Linked DNA regions of Mus musculus: region 2 is linked to region 1. Evidence: chromatin contacts called from public Hi-C data. All regions are on one chromosome and are shown on one strand. Each heading gives the region's core, a stretch centred on a gene start, on an enhancer-like site or on the middle of the called end of the contact. The rest is flanking DNA. Distances are from core to core; before and after follow the strand shown. Region 1 has its middle 4.0 kb from the start of Gm30443. Region 2 overlaps Ptpn13 (protein tyrosine phosphatase, non-receptor type 13).

Region 1 (4,216 bases), core at 969-3,468:
AGACCATGGGAAGTACCACAGCTGTCTCAGTACTATCGTGGTAGGTCAGAGCATCGTGGATGTTATGTTGCCTCCAGTAGAACACAGGCTCCCTGACAACAGGGTCTTTGTCTCTTTCATAGTTGTTTCCTTAGACCATGGAAGAATTTGTTGCATTTAGTATATGCTCGATATTTGTTGAAGGAAGGGAAGGAGGAAGGGAGGGAGAAAGGAAGGAAGGGAGAGAGGGAGGGAGGGAGGGAGGGAGGGAGGGAGGGAGGAAGGAAGGAAGGAAGGAAGGAAGGAAGGAAGGAAGGAAGGAAGGAAGGAAGGAAGGAAGGAAGGGAGTCACACAAAATGAACCTCCCTAGGCATTAAAGGTATGCAAATGGATCTTTGAATCAACACCATGCCAATTAATCTACACAAACTAAGAAGACCTGAATATGCTGATACTTACAAATATTTATTAATTGAAAGTATACTTCATCATCTTGTATGTTTTCAGTCCAGGAATGCTAAGAGCCTAGTCCTTGTTGTTGTTTAACACACTCAGAAACTTTAGGAACTCTTCTGTGCCAGCCAACTGAAACACACGCATGCATTGTCCAATTCCTGTCTTTCCAAATTCAAAATCATCACCATCTAGGCCTGAGTGAGCACACCCGAAAGCCAGAGCTGGCACAAGGACAGTGGGCGCCTGCGTGGGGTGAGAGAGGCAGGAGGAGAGGAAGGACTGCACAGCCTCAGCCTCTCAGATCAAGCTCACTGCCTCCCAGTGCTCCTAAGAGAGCGAGCCCTCTCCAGCAGCGAAGATAATCCACTGTGTATCCCCCACGGATAGCAAATGCAGCATTCTTTATAAAGACAAAATCTGGCTCTGCAGCCCAGGCTACTCTCAACACTTGTGACTTCTCTGCTTCAGTCCCCTAGGTAAGACACCAACTCGGACCGACAGCTAAGCCTTATTCCTAGGCTGCTCTTTCATACTAACAAACGCGCTCTGACCACTGCCCTCTCCTAGACACCACCCATCACATTTTTTTGTTCTCTGCATAACCAAGTGTCTTCCATACTTTATGGCCCCTCAACAATGTAACAAGAAGTGTTCAAATGTTCCAGTCTTTGGAACATTTAGCTTTAATGTTCTCTTGATAGTTTCATCATCCTAACTACACGTTCTTGCCTAGGATGTGAGAGTCCCGGATGCCTTACAGGTATCTTCCCATCATATCACAAGGCACAGAATTAAACTAGGTAGAGAAGAGACGATGGAATATCCTGAGGCTCTTCCTATGAACTTATTGGTGAATTCACAAGCCTACTGAGCTATCCAAATATACTAGTCTTTGGAATTCTTCCAGTCTTAAAAGTCTATTTACTAAGTAGTCAACAATTGCTCATTCAATTCATTCTTTTCATTTCTTTAAGTATGTCTATTCTATCGTCTGTTCCACTGGGCACTCTGAGCTCTCCCTCTCACGTGAGGGATGAACAGAGCAGAGACACGATTCTTGTCCTGGAGGAGCCGATATACCACTCCTTCCCAAAAAAACAGGACAAAGAGTGCTCACTGGCACTTCCCAGACATGGGCACAACCCTGGATCAACCATAAAACCCCCAAAACAAGGAGAAGGAAGGAGGAAGAGATGGAGACACGACAGGAAGTGGGAGAAGGCAGAGGCACCCGATATGCATCAGGGGTATCCTAAGCAACACACACACACAAAGGCTGGCACTCGTGAGCAAACAAAAGCTAGAGTTAACAAATTCCAGGAGAAACGTTCAGTTCCAAGGAATTCTGAGCTGGAATTCTAAATTGAGGCGCTGCCTTTGGAGCGTGGAGAATTGTCACGAGGACATGAGGGAAGGAATCTCTAGAAAGGTAGTTGGGTGGTGAAGGGGGCTATGGGCGCACAAACTGATTGACGGTCTCTCGTTATCTGAGTGTGAAGCATCGTCCATAGATCGACTTTTGCATTTGAATTCTCGGTCCCCAGCTAAGAGTCCTGTGGAGGAGGCTGTGGGTGTATTGGCTGGCTGTGAGAAGCAAGCTCCCATAGCAACAGAATCATCCCAGCGGCCATGCCTCCCCGGCCATGAAATTATACTCCTTGGATCCAGAACTAAGTCTGTCCTCCCTTGAGATTCTTCTATCAGTAATCTGTCACAGCAGCTAGAGAGGAAAACTTTGTGACTGCAGATGAATATCCAGCCCAGGTCCTCTGTTCTTTCCCTTCAGGGCCATTCGACCTCATGACCAGGAGATGGCGCTCTAAACACGGGAACGGGTTTTGCTTAGTTTGGATTAAAAACAAAAACAAAAACAAAAAAACTTTTGTTTCATGGAGACTTTTGAAAGCTGTAGTTTTCTTTCTTTACTTCATTCTTCTCCTTCCCGACTTAAACCCTTCCATTCATATTTTGTCCTCAGATGGTCAAAGTTCAGTTGTTGACGGCAGGCAGAAGTAACCTGGAGCCTGGGGGGAGGGGGGGAGGGGTTGTCGGTTTGTTGATTTGTTTGTCCGTTTGTTTTCTTCCTTTAAGGACTTCTTACCACATGCCCTACTTTACACTGATTTTAGGCAAGTCTCCTGTTTAATATTTCCACTGCTGTGAGGAGACATCATGATCAAGTCAACTCTTATAAATTAGGCAAACATTTAATTGGGACTGGCTTACAGGTTCAAAGGTTTAGTCCATTATCATCGTGGTAGGGAGCATGGCAGCATCCAGGCAGACATGGTGCTAGAGAAGTAGCTGAGAGTTCTGCATCTTGATTCAAAAGCAACCCAGAGAGGCTGGCATCCTCCGGCAACAAGGAGAGAGCTCTCTTACATATGCAGGAGCCAGAGCATAGGAGACCTCCGAAGCCCCGCCTCACAGTGACACACTTCCTCCAACGAGGCCACACCCCCTAATAGAACCACGCCCTGTAGGCCAAGCATGTTCAAACCACATCTTCCTACTTCACTCTTTCCCACATATAATAAAAATCCCATTATAAGAAGAGCAGAAAGGAACTTTTAAAAATAATTCTTGTGCATCTTTTGAGCTCTATATGAGAACACGTCTGCTAAAGTCCCACGTATCCTCATGGATGGGGAATTCCACTCACCCTACTTTGTGGCAGCCTATCCAATCCATCTATCATCTATCTATCCATCTACCTATCTCTCTACCTACCCATCCATCCATCCATCCACCTATCATATATATATACACACACACACACATATGTGTATATATATATCCATCTATCTCTCTCCTTTCTTTCACACACACACACAGGCACGCACGAGTTTTGTTCATTTACCTTTGTGAGTGAGGCCTCATCATCTATTTCCACTGGTGAATTCAAAAGTTTCTAATGTGCACTTCCCTATCTGCTCCCACTCCTAAGCAAGCCTGACTTCTGTCCAGGTTTCTGGAGACTCGGCAATGTAGGTTCACAACCTCATAGAAACTTCTTTGCATTCCACTTGTACTTCGTCCCATACCCTGTTGCAAGTGTTGCCCAGCTGACTATCCGTTCCTCCAAAGGCCTCACTAATCCCCTGGTGATTTCCTTTCTGCTCAGTTCTCCAGTACAGCCCCACCACCACCACCACTACCACCGTACTATAGTAGCCAGTTAATGGTAGGGAGTCCCTGTTTGTTGGCATTTTCCCGGTAACACCTCATCTCTCCAAACCCATTGCTGGGTGATACATTGCTCCCGCTTAAATTCTGTCCCTTTGTACATTTGATTAGGTTTTTATTTTTAAGTCCTTTTAGTGTTCCAGCCATTACTGCATTGATTCTATAATCCTTGGCCTAATCAATCAACAGAGATCTTATCTGTCAGCTGCATTCAAAGGCCGTCTGACTGCGGCTGCATAGTGTCCTGGGAAAGCTCACAGGCCCGAAGTGACCTCTGACATGAAGACACACAGAAAGTATTGAGTAACTATGGAAGAAGTCCGCAGGTGTGTGAACTCAGACTGGAATTTGGCCTGAGGCCTTGGAAAACTTTAAAAAAAAAATCTATATCCCATATCCCAGTCCCCAGAAGCAGTCACTAAAATGAGTCAGGTTCTCCACCTTAAAGTTGAACCACACAGAAGGTCACAGGTGAGGAAGAGAATGGAGCATGATGTCATAGAACCACAGACAACTTAGGGATGAAGACTCGTCTCCAAACAGGTGCCTGGGCCTTCAACATACAAGCAAATTCATTCAAAAAAAAGCCAAATG
Region 2 (4,216 bases), core at 961-3,460, 97 kb after region 1:
TGAAACTGAGCAGATTCATCATATCCCTCCCCGCCAGAGCAAGCAGTAAATGCTGAAAGTTTCTCTCAGACAAGCCAGGATGCAAAAACTCTGAGACTAGACCACTGCCTGGGAGAAGCAGAAACCAGCTGAGCTGTCTGGAAGAGGTGTAGACCAACTAAGGCACCTGGAAAGGACACTCACTCTCCAACTTGTTGAGCTGCCTGCAGGCTGTACAGTTCTAGGCTCCCAGCTTTGTGAGTTGTCACCCATGCTGTGGTGATTCAGTTGTCTTTGAGTAATTTCTACCAATGTGAGTAACCTTTCACCCATATTCCTGTAAATAATGTCCCCTTCTCAAAGAAATCTCCCATAGTTCATCAAGTTGGACTTTGATGGCGTTTTATCAAGAGATGCCATGACCAAGACAACTATTATAAGATAAAGCATTTGATTGAGACCTTGATTACAATTTGGCATTAGAGAAACAAACCAACCAACATATTAAGTTCTTATAACAGGGCAGAGGAACTATAACTACTTCCTTTCCCTGTTCATAGCAGTAGTAGAAAAAATTCCACATGAGCCTTTTGAGTAGTTGGTTTTCTCTGTCTCCCTGTCTCTGTCTCTCTCCCTCCCTCCCCCTCCTTGTCTCTTCCCACCCCCCACCCCACAAACACACACATATGAGTAAAGATACCTAAAGCTTGGTGATGTTTATCTTACGAGTTTATAATAGTAACACCAGTATATATTTTTAAAAACCAATGTCAGTAATTCTGTACATGATCCTGGATAAGCCAACTAACAAAACTACGACTAACCAAAAAGTCACTTCTTTCTTCTTCTTTTTAATGTGTGTGTATGTGTGTATATGATGTACGAATGCATTCATGTGTGGAGACACATTGTTGGAGAATGGCGTGTGTATGGAACAATTATGGGCGTCAGGCCTCACCTCCTTCAAGCTTGGTCTTCAGTGAAATGTTTGAATCATAATATGGAGAGATCCTTGTATGGACACCCTTTTGCTTTTGCATGGTTCCTCAAACTGCAAGTTAATACTTGACCCAACCTTTCATACATCTAGGTATAAAGTCCTTTGTTGGTGTGAACAGAGGTGTTTCTTGGGCTACTTCCTTCACATAGGCTCTGTCTCTTGTGTTGCATAGACTATGATGTGATTACTGGGAAGTTCACTTTACTGGGCCACATTTCTTCATGCTCATTCATCAAATTCTGATGGTTAAGTTTATTTTCACAATCTAGAACCTTCAAATACCCCAGGTGATCCCAGATAAAATCACGGCAATAGAGGTGATCTTGGAAATAAATGCCAAGTAAGGATAACGGTCACCATTGTAAGCTTCAGCTCTGGTTCTTTCTGAGTACCCAGTGTTTATAGCTAATCGATCCTGGGTAATTACAGCTAGTCGATCCTGGGGAAAGGTTCTTTTCTTGTCTCTTAAAGAATTGGGCGTTTCTTGTGAAACTTTTCTATTTCTCCAGAACACATATAACCAACCTGTTGTGTTGTATTGATACTCTCACTGGATGTGTCCATCTAATTTCTCTCTTACTGAATTCTGGGCACCGAGCAAGAAGGCTGGGTTGCATGGCTGGAAGGTTGTGGGAGAAAAAAGTCCCTCGTGGGAAAGTAATGGTGGTAACAATTCTGGGATCAAAAACTCTTGTGTTCAGTGTAGGGAATCGGGTGCTTAGTTAAAAGTTGTATTTTCTGTCTCAAAAACAACCACTGAGTATCATCTGCTTTGCTATATAAACATTCATTGGTTTCAGTTCTGGCCTCTTCATTGTTTTGTATCTTTAAATACAATAGAATTTCCTGTCATGGCAGCATGCCGCCTTACCAAATATGTGTTCCTGATCATTGTTAGAAGTAAGAGCATCTGGGGGCTGGAGAGATGGCTCAGTGGTTAAGATTGCTGACTGTTCTTCCAGAGGTCCTGAGTTCAATTGCCAGCAACCACATGGTGGCTCCCAACCATCTGAAATGGAATCTTGATGCCCTCTTCAGGTGTGTCTGAAGACAGCTACAGTGTACTCATATAAATAAAATAAATCTTTTTAAAAAAAAGAAGAAGAAGAAGTAAGAGCAGCTAGTGATTCGCTCGAGCCCCGTTTAAAACACTTATTTATTTACTGGTAGTAAGGCCTGACTAAGCTGATTGATAGGGAGGAATTATCTGCCCCGCTGGGTGTGCACAGCGTTTCCTTCAGAATTGTTGCTGGGGTGGATTATGGCATGCTGCCCCGAACTCTGACAGGCTTGTGCTCAGTTTATAATCCGAGAAACTGTTACTACTGAAGCGCAGACAGCCCAGAGAGTGTCTCTAGTCGTGCCGTCTTGTCTGGGAAGAAGGCTGCTTACAGTTCCCTTTCCTTTCTCATTCTTTTATCAAGCAGGCGTTTAATTGTACGGGACGGCGGGTTTTGTGAGGGCATCCTCGTGTGTGTGAATTGCTGCTGACGGGATTCATCTGTTCCCTCCTCATCACCTTCTCTGCCCAAGCTGCCTCTTCTACTTTCATTATTGAGCTTCCACAATAAAACACGAGATCCTTGTTCTTTCTTTGTTTTGTTTTTGTTTTTTGAGAGTCTGGTTTATTTCCTTAACATGATGGCCTCTAGTTCTTTTTTCTTGAAAACAACATACTGTTGTTTTTTAAACAAATTGAAATTATTTTTCTTATATGTGTATGAATGTCTGGCCTGCACAGTATCAGTGCACCATGAGCATGCAGTGCCTGGAGCAGCCTGAAGAGGGTGTCAGACCCTCTGGAACTAGAGACTCAGAGTTGTGAGCCCTTGTGGGCACTAAATATTGAACCCAGGTCCTCTGGAAGAGCAGCCAGTGCTCTTAGCCACTGAGCTATCTGTCCAGCCCCAGTTTTGTTTTTTTATGAGTAGAAAATATTTGTGAAACTTACATTTTCTTTCCCATTCATTCTTGATAGATGAGATGGAACCTCAGTGTAGTTTTGCATTGTATTACTCTCATTTGTAGTATGTTGACATTATTTAGTGTATGTGCACGTGTACATGTATGTAGCCATATACATGGTTCAGCACCTTGCATACGAAGGTCAGAGGACAACCCTCAAGGTTCCTTACTCTGAGGTTCTGGGGATCAAACTCAGATTGTCAGCCTTGACAGCAAGCCCCCATACCCATCTTGCTGGTTTTCCTGTGAGAAATTTTTGTTTCTTTTTTTCCCTTTTGTTGGTAGCCTGATTCCTGATGTGTTTGATGTTTAGGTTTTCATTTGTTTGTTTGTTTTAAATAGGATCTAGATACTAACCTTTTTTTTTTAAACTTTTTTTTTTTTGCTTATTTTACTTTTTGAAATGTGTATGAATATTGTGCCTGCCTGCATGCATGTATGTGTACCACGTGTGTGCCTGTTGAATACACTGATACTGGGATTGCAGGTCATTGTGAGCTACCATGTGGGTCCTTTGCAAGAGCAACATATATTGTCTACTGCTGAGCCACCTCTCCAGCCCCCAGTCTTTTCTCATCAGTGTTGGCAAACCTTTCCTCTCATTTTGCCATGGTGTCTGCACTCACTGTTGTGGTCTCCCTTGCTGTTCAGGAGCTGCTGAAGTTCATGCAATGCCATTTGTTGATCCTTGTGGCTGTTCTCCATGTTCCTGGGTCCTTTTCAGGGAGACTTAGAGCAGGTGCTCCTAACTGTTGAGCTGTCTCTCTAGCTCTAGTTCACAAACATTTTGCTGAGGAATTAAATGCCTATATTCATGAAGAAAATTGACGTATTTTTTTTCCCTTATTGTATTCTCATACAGGTCGGAATGGAAGTAATGTAGACTTGAGAATGATTCAGACATGTTCCCCCCGCCCCACCCCCCCTGCCCTTTTTTCTCAGGGTAGTTTGAGAAGTGTTGAGGGTAGTTCTTTTCAGGTCTGGTAGAATTCAGCAGTGACGAGAACCAGTTGTTGAAGTTGCTGGTTACCAGTGTATTTGGACCTCTCTGTATGGTAGTGTTTATCACATAGAATATAGTGCATCAATATTTGAAGCTTAGATAGTCAATTATTTTATTAGCTTGTTGCCTTCGTCATAATGCAGTAAGCTTTATCAATTTTAATTATGATTTGAGGTTTGGTTTGCCAATATATTTGCTCTTCCTTGCTTTAAGATTTCACTTATTTAGATATAATTTCCTATCCTTTCCGCCTCAGTCTATACATAATA

Evidence for each region. Hi-C and Micro-C count contacts between places; a contact is called where the count stands out from the background.
Region 2: a Hi-C map of uterus shows a contact between it and region 1, with 3 times the contacts expected there. The contact joins two enhancer-like sites. A contact is called at or near these places in 1 of 15 datasets of contacts at CTCF or cohesin (CD8 T cells), 57 of 484 Hi-C or Micro-C datasets (3T3-L1-derived adipocytes, B cells, the C2C12 cell line and 36 more) and 8 of 115 datasets of contacts at active chromatin or transcription factors (CD8 T cells, astrocytes, bone marrow-derived dendritic cells and 5 more).

The regions. Positions count from the first base shown.
Region 1 is chr5:103,353,878-103,358,093 of GRCm38.p6, forward strand. No RefSeq gene overlaps it. Among named protein-coding and RNA genes, the nearest start is that of Gm30443, 4.0 kb to the right of the region's middle. Within about 2 kb of position 2,219, at least 55 of the 459 cell types and tissues checked have an H3K27ac peak or open chromatin away from gene starts, as enhancers often do. A contact at or near this core is called in uterus, where this site is marked.
Region 2 is chr5:103,451,176-103,455,391 of GRCm38.p6, forward strand. The region is part of intron 1 of Ptpn13 (protein tyrosine phosphatase, non-receptor type 13); the gene reads left to right. Among named protein-coding and RNA genes, the nearest start is that of Ptpn13, 28 kb to the left of the region's middle. Within about 2 kb of position 2,211, at least 2 of the 459 cell types and tissues checked have an H3K27ac peak or open chromatin away from gene starts, as enhancers often do. A contact at or near this core is called in uterus, where this site is marked.